Regions from separate parts of the Ovis aries genome. Here region 2 is linked to region 1. A link is a contact called in public Hi-C data. All regions are on one chromosome and are shown on one strand. The core of a region is the stretch at or near the end of the contact, and the rest is flanking DNA. Distances in the headings are between cores, read along the strand shown.

Evidence for each region. A called contact is a pair of places that touch in the nucleus more often than the background predicts.
Region 2: a Hi-C map of hypothalamus shows a contact between it and region 1, with 2.9 times the contacts expected there. The contact joins the enhancer-like site here to the promoter of KLF12 in region 1. A contact is called at or near these places in 2 of 16 Hi-C or Micro-C datasets (hypothalamus and mixed tissues).

The regions. Positions count from the first base shown.
Region 1 is chr10:49,623,468-49,627,430 of ARS-UI_Ramb_v3.0, reverse strand. It overlaps KLF12 (KLF transcription factor 12), which reads left to right and starts at 1,643. Exons shown (of 10, transcript XM_060394530.1): 1 at 1,643-3,963.
Region 2 is chr10:49,816,427-49,820,389 of ARS-UI_Ramb_v3.0, reverse strand. No RefSeq gene overlaps it. Among named protein-coding and RNA genes, the nearest start is that of KLF12, 190 kb to the right of the region's middle. Within about 2 kb of position 2,154, at least 17 of the 54 cell types and tissues checked have an H3K27ac peak or open chromatin away from gene starts, as enhancers often do. A contact at or near this core is called in hypothalamus, where this site is marked.

The sequences.
Region 1 (3,963 bases), core at 394-2,893:
TCATCGTCCGGGCTGGACCGCCTTGCCTAATTCTCACATACAGGAGGAGGCAGGAGGCATGGAACACAAGCAGGCGGTGCGCTGCCTTTGTTTTCATGAATAACGCACACAGGGCCTCTAGAAGTGTTTGGAAAACCGCCACACGAAATGTAGAACTGGGCTTTTTCCTGGCTCGAATGCGTCCTTTCGGTCTCATTTCCTGTTTCTCGGCCTCTGTCTCGTTTCTCTTCCCACCCCTACTTCGTGCCACATTTGCAAATCTTTCTCTCCTTAATATAAACTTCCCCTTCGAGGCCTTCCCACTGCCGAGGTGGTTTCCCACGCAGGGCGGGCTCGGGGGCGCCGTGCCGGGGTGTCCGGCCACTCGGGCGCCCCAGCGCGCTTACCCAGCTTTGCAAGAAAGTGGCGCACGCGATCGCCGCCGCGCCCGCTCCGCTCCCAGCGCGCCCGCTTCCGTCCGCTCGCCGCCCTGCCCCCGCCGACCCTTCGCAGCCGCGCTGACCCCGCGCCCTCTGGGCCGCCGCGGGAGAGCCGGGCCGCGCTGCCCGCCTCCCCTCTCTCCCGCCCCAGAATCTCGTCGATCCGCTCTCCGGGGCGCGGAAGCGGCGAAGGAGGGAGGGACCCTCGGGAAGGGCGTCAAGGACTCAGCTCCGGGCTGCTCGCTTCTCGGGGCTCCCTTCTGGGGAGCGAGGAGGGGAGGGCCGGACTCCGCTCTCCCGCAGCCCCTTGGCCGGTATCTACAGCTCCCGCTTCCTGCCCAAATTCCGAGCGAGGGCGGGCATCCCATCTCCCGGGGCTCCGGAACCGGGCGTGCGGCTCCGCCTCGCCCCCATTCATCCCGCCAAGGTGAAGCGCTGCGCGGGAGGACGCCCTCGCCTCGCCCGCAACTTGCGTCGCTCGAGAACCCAAACAATGATTTCCCCACCGCCTTCCGCACCCGGCCCTGCGCGCGCCCCACCTCCGCGTGCGCCCCCGCGCCCAGGGCACCTCCCGCCCGTTCGCCCCGGCCGGGACCCCATTGTTGCCCGGCGCGGGCGATGCCCGGAGCCACGGGGGCGGTCCCCGCGAGCGGTCCCGAGCCGCCGCCGGCCGCTGGAGCCGGCTCCGCCCACACCTTTCCAAGTTAGCTGGTGGGTGAGCCGCGGGGACGGCTCGGGCGCCCGGCCCCCTCCCCGCACGTTTCCACCCGGGCGGGAGGGGAGCGGCGGGGGCGGAGGAGGGGTGGGCCGAGCGGGCTCCGCGCTTTATTTGTCTCCAAATTCCCTTCCTAAGGCAGCCTAGCGCGCTCTGGCACAAAAGAGGGGACTTTCTGGCGGCTCCGCGCGAGTCCGCTCCCGAGGAGTTGAAATCGGGGGCTCCTCCCGCGGGCCCCTCGCGCCCCGCGGCTCCCAAGGCAGTGTTGGCCATGTGTGGGTTATTTTGGGTGCCGCAGCAAGGTGGTGCAGGTGATCGCGAAGCGCGGCCGAGGCCGGGGGGCGGGGGCAGGGGTGGGGCGGGGTGGGGCGGGGTGGAGGCTCCGCGGACCCACCCCCCAAGCCGGCGGCCCGGGCGGCGAGGCGAGGGCCGGGCAGTGGGTGTTGCCTTCTACCTCTGCGAGCGGGGAGGGGTTAGTTTCCCACAGGGGATTTCAACCATCACACTCAGAGCCCGCCTCCTAATCCTCGGGCGGAGCGGCTCGGGGGCCCCATTTTATGGCAATAAAGCGACTTAGCGCCTGCTGAGCGAGCCCCTCCCCGCCGCCGCCCCCGCCCTCGGCCCCACCCCGGGGCTCGCCCGCAGCGGCGGGGCTTTGTTTCTGGGGAGGAGGACCCGGAGCTCTTTTGTTTGGGGGTTTGGTGTTTTCACCACCCGCCCCCCCAACTCACCCCACCCTACCCCACCCTTCCCCACCCCATCCCCCCGCGCCTCTCCGGTTTCCTGAGCTGCGGGCTGCAAGGGAGGAGAAGCGGCGTCTTGCAACCCCCTCGGCTGGGCCCCGGGGTAATTCGATGCGGGCCTGGCGAGGCTCCCCACGCTAGACCCGGGCTCGCGTCTCGGCAGCCTCCACCCACCGGCCCACCCTACATTTAGCGCATCATGTGATCCGGGTAAGTCATTTGCAAGTACAACAGTTCCCTGGGTTGCCCCCCATTCATTTCCTGAGAACTGCAGAGAGCAGCTGAGAGGCTCTGCCCGTGCGTGTGCGAGTGTGCGTGTGAGTGTGCGCGGGTGACGCCGTGTGTGTGTGTGTGTGTGAGCGTGAGTGTGTGCGCGCGCGCGTGTGAGAGCGAGAGAAAGGGAGAGAGAGAGAGGGGGACTCTGGGTGAGGGAAAGAAAACAATTTCTCCTGCTCTGCAGCTTCTGTTCAGGTCTGTGCCGATTCTGTTTCTTATCAAAATAAACAACCCCCTCCTCTTTTTTTTTTTTTTTTCCTGGTGCCATCCCAGATCAGACCGTAGTCTCTTAATGTGTTTTATTTTTCTTCTGTCATCTGCTCAAGTTAAGTCATTTTGGTTGGTCTGTGTTCTTAAAGGGGGAAAGTGTTGGGAAGCGGGGCGGCGGGGGGGCGAGAGGGAGGGCGACGCTTTTGCAAAGCAAGTAGCGTCGGTTGGATTCGTGGAGAAGAAAGGAGATTTCTCCCCCCCACCCCATTTTTTTAAAAAGAACTTATCAAGTAGCTTGAATTAAGCAATATTTTTCTATCCCTAGTGGAATTGTTGTTTGCAGTGTTTGCCTGACAGTTGCCAAGGATGGGAAATAAAACACCAGGGCTGAATTGGGGGTTGGGGGGGGGGAGCTTGTGGAAGTAGTTTGCCCCCAGGAATAGAGCGAGTTGGGTGACGAGCTGCCCCACCGGGCCGTGTGGGCTGTGGGTGTGCACTGGAGAGAGCGGAGGGGAAGGGGTTAAAGCGGAGATGACACTGCTGGCATGAATAGTGGTCCCGGTGCCACATTCATTATTGTCTCTGGTCGTAATGATGTGTAACTGTCACTTGCTACAGTGCCTGGTCTGTGGAAGTAGCCGGGGGGCTGACCCGAGGCTGTTATTTTCAATTACGGGGGACCTGGCCGGAGTTGACAAGGGGCAACTTTGCAGGGCCACCCGGGCGGGAAGCCCGCGGAGCCGGCCTGGGAGCCACTTCTTGCCTTTAGAGGAGGACTCGTACTTGACCTCCGCGACATTAGTTGGTGTTCGCGTTAGATGCTTCCCTACAGGAAGAGTCAGTCCTGCTTTTCTTGGGCAAAGAACTGCCTGTTAGAACTTTGAAAACTTTTATCTTTGGGGAAAAGGGTGGGGTGCACTCAACAGTTCAGTTTCGAAGTGCATTTGGGGCAAAAGCTTGGAAAAAGTACCAATTCCTTTGTTACATGCCCTGCAGCTTCCCAACCCCCTTCACCCTGCGCTTCGAGTTTTGCATACTTTAATAGTAATAGCCTTAATTCAGCTGGTAAAAGCTGACTGTGTTGAGTTAGAGAGTATTAGTACAACGGAATGTGTAATCTGGATAAACAGTTCGCGTGGTTAATATTGTCAGCTCTCTAATTTAACTGTACGGATGGTTTAAGTGTCGCGCTGTATGGATTGTTTTAGGCAATTCCACTGGCTAATGGAATCCTCAGCCGAGCCCTCGGATGTTTTGTTTTAAATCAGCTTTAATATTCTCTCAGTTTCCCTGAAACACCAGGGAGAGGAGCAGCTCTATTTACATTTGGTGCATGTGCGTCTAGTGGCTTCGGTAGACATCTGCCAATCAACGGACGTCATTCTGCAAATCCACCTAGACGCCTCCATGCCCTCTTCCTACTGGAGGATAGAGTTGTTCAGCTAAGTAAATGCCTTGAAATGAATTTGGTGGTTTTTAACGGGCAGCGGCTTGTGATGGGGGAATAGGAGTGGTCGCTTCGAAGGCTGGGTGTATTCCTTCTTCTAAGAAAGGCTTTTTGAAATTGGCATTCAGCAAAAACAGTGACCCCTCACCTAAA
Region 2 (3,963 bases), core at 905-3,404, 190 kb before region 1:
TCTTTCCTTCTGTTGTCACCTCTTCCTTCCTACCTCAAAATGAGTCTACTTGTCAAAGACAAATTTTAAAACTGCAAGTGAGAAAGGTCTTCAGAATGTTGACAAACTATAATATGGGCCACAATCTGGAGTGTCTTAGTCTATTTGGGCTCCTAAGGCTTCCCAGGTGGTGCTAGCCGTAGTGGTAAAGAACTTGCCTGCCAGTGCAGGAGACGTAAGAGATGTGGGTTCAATCCCTGGGTCTGGACGATCCCCTGGAGTAGGAAATGGCAACCCACTCCAATATTCCTGCCTGGAGAATCCCATGGACAGAGGAGCCTGGCAGGCTATATAGTCCATAGGATCACAAAGAGTTGGACATGACTGAAACGACTTAACACACAAACAAATTGCCTCTGACTGAGTGACTTATAAACAGCAGAAACGTATTTCTCACAGTTTTGGAGGCTGGAAGCCTGAGATCAGGGTGAGGTGAGGGACCTCTCCAGGTACAGATTTCTCCTTGTCTCCTCCTTCGGTCCTCACATGGTGGAAGGGGACAGGGACCTCTGTGGGTTTCTTTTATAAGAGCACTAATCCCATTCAGGGCCCCACCCTCATGACTTAAACCCCCTCAATGGCCACCTGAGAACACCATCATCTCTGGGGGTTAGAATTTTAACATATGAAGCTGGGGGTGGGGGAGACACAAATGTTCAGACTAAACCTTAGGCCAAAATTTCAGGTCAGAAACAAGTTGTTACATAAAAAGAGCTGGCTCTTTTTACTTCAAACATGCTCCATGTCCTTAAAGAGGTGTTGACTCTGAGATCCTAGTGAAAATGTGAAAGTGTCAGTCACTTCCAGGTACTGTCGATCCCATGGACTATAGCCCACCAGGCTCCTCTGTCCATCGAATTCTCCAGGCAAGAATACTAGAGTGGGTTGCCATGCCCTTAATATCAATAATCTTGTCATCAAACATTAATGACAATGCCACCAACATGACCCTATATGTTACCAAGCCATTTAGACTCTGCATGTGTTTTGCCTCTGTAACTTACAATGCCTTTAAATTATCTGGGTCTTGTAGCTGTTACTGGGTTCTGAATAAACCTCTACAGAAAATAGTAGCTTGTCTGTGGACGGCTAGAGCACTACAATTTTATCACCGCCGAATAAATAATGCAAGAGAAGGTGAACCAGAGCAACGCTGAGAAGCTGGTTGGCCGGTGGGGAGCAGGTGTGCGCTGGGGATGGGAGGAATGGAGACAGGAAGGATGGGGAGTAGACTGTCGAACTCACTGCCACCCTCCTGAACTGGCCCTGCCCGAGCCCCGACAGCTTTTTTCCAGGGACCACCGAAAATTTTGGGCTATTTCACAAGGAGTTGCTGAGACCCCAGGAACCAGGTGTCTGGAGCAGTTTTCAGCACAGCTGTGTCTGTCTGTCGCTGAAAGCCAGCAGTCTTTTTGACTTTTTACACCTTTCCCTGCCTAATCCCAGCCCTTCCTTTGAAAGGAGACTGTTCCGAGGCCAACCTTGGCAAGCCACTCGGGGAGAGAGGAGCTCAGGGGTCACTGGCTTGACCTGGCGCACCACGCGTCCTTCGCTCATACTGCTTGAATGCGGCATTGTTCCCGTGCTGAATGAAGTTTTAGAAAATGACTTTCAGATGTTACATTCCCATTCTGGGGCTGTTTTACCCCCTTGCTGTTTATAATCTAATAAAACCCATTATCTTTGTTTGGCTCTGGACAAAAATGAAAAGACTCGTAAAACTGCATCCTGGATGAGATGCACTGATATCTGCTGGCAATGCTTCCGCCTAAGACCACTTCCAAATACCTGGACATTTGTCCTTCCACTGGACTTACGTTTTGGATTTGTCTATTTGCTTCTTTTCTGTAACTGTCAAATCCGCGGGGTTATTTTAGGCGGCGCCCGCAAATGACTGTGACCCTCTTTATCTGAACTCTGATCAGAAAGCTGCCTAGTTCTCCTCAGTTTTTTTTCCTGCCCGCCCCCACCGCCCCCCCCCCAACCTTCAAACCAGAAAAGTAGCTGCTGAAAGCAGAACAGTTGCCATGGCAACCTCTTGGCAGCTTCCTCAGTGAGTAACAGTGTTGATTTCCCGAGGAGGCCTGGTGGGAGGGGGTGGAGCTCTGAGGAGGGAAAGGAAGGTTACTGTGCACTTAGTTAATATGCAAAACCACTTACGCAGTGCTGGATGCGCTGTGAATAAGCGCAAACAAAGCCACGCTTGATCAGCTAACACCGACTTTGCACACTAGTTGATCTGTCCAAGGAGGCAGATGTTGGCTCTGCAAGAAATTTTGCAATTGGACAGTAAAGGACACCAGAGGTAGTCCGACAAGAGGTTAAACACTATTTTTGTAATGGCTGGTGAATCCAGAAGAAAGGAACAGACCTAAGGTGTAATTGCCTGGCTCCTCTTTGCTTTGTTCAGAGAAAAACACAGCAATCTAAATCCACAGGCATGGTGTTTTCTCAGAAAATCTAACATACTGAAGTTCAAGTTTGCATCAATTAAACTCTATGTAAGATAAACCAATATGTTCAGATATAAGCAAGTATAGCATAATTGGGTTTGTGCTGGAACAAAACATACGGCTCAAGTAGCATCTTTCACCTCGGAGTTTTCAGACAAAGAAGCAACCGTATAGTAACTTGGGGCTGGAAGTGGGGGCGGATACTGTCTGCTCCTCTCTCTGCTCCTTCTCTGTCTCTTAACTTTGATGAATCCCTGCTTTTTCCTGGGGGCCGGACAGGTTGAACACCAAGCCCCCGAGAAAGTACTGGGAAGACTCCAGGGCAGTACAGTCCTGGCAAAGGTCACCTGCAAGAGAAATGAGCAGACTGGCTGTGAGCTGAGGAGGCTGCCTGCCAGCCCCTTACCTCTCAGCCTGCAGCTTTGCATGTTAAAGAAGAGGTAGGCCGATGGAGCCTGCAGCAGTGAGCTGAGGTCTGCCCAGCAGGTGTCACTAGGGATTTAAAGCTTACCAGACCTTTGGGACAAGGCCTAGGAAAGAGCCTAATCATGATTAATGAAGCTTACTTTAAAATATTTTTGAGAGGTTAGATGGGAAGTAATTTCAAGGTGTTCTTCCAAGGGGCGTTAAAACAATAGCTGCAACTTGTTTTCAATGATTCCTGGACAATGGTCTCCAAGGCTCTGTCTCCATTTCTGAGCCCCCATTCCAAAAACCGCCATGGCCTTGAACACACTGAATCCAACGCAGTGGGCAAATTACATATACAAAGCCAAAGCAAGTGCAGAAAATGATGACTATGGTAGAGTGTCCCATTTACAGTTAGCTTCCAGGTCCTAACACCACAGATGTTGATTTTGTGAGTCATCTCAGGGCTAAGATCAGAGTTCACTGTAAAAATGCAAATGCCCCCAGGAGTCACTGTGAATGTGAGGTCAGCTTGTATTTTATCAACGTGAATATTTATTAACAAAGTCATATGAAGACTATCTCTACTTTTAAAAAACTGCATATAAGATGTCATCTCCTGAATACTTTCTTTTACTGTTTCCCTTTCTGTCTTAGTCTGCCTGGAAGCTCAGTGTTACATTTTATCATGAATTTCAGTAGCTTCCCAGACTTAGAGTTTCTTGCATAATTTTTCCTCCATTCATTTCACATGTGCTAATGGCTTCCTACTTTGTTTTAATCAGTTTATAGCTTTAATGTATTTGTACTTTTCAACTGTGCCTATCCCCTCACATCCATTTTGGCATGATATACCCATTTAGAAGGGAGAGAAGGAGGAGGAAAGAGGGTAGAGAAGAGAGAGGAAAAGGAAGAAATAACTCTGTTGTTAACACTCAACATCTTATAATAATCTTATTGCTTGCATTTATCTTGTTACCCTTTGCAAGGTGGAGAGGGGAGCTAGAGTAGTCATCTTGGGGGAACTCAGCTTTAATGTGCACAAGAGGCCTCCTTGTGCCTG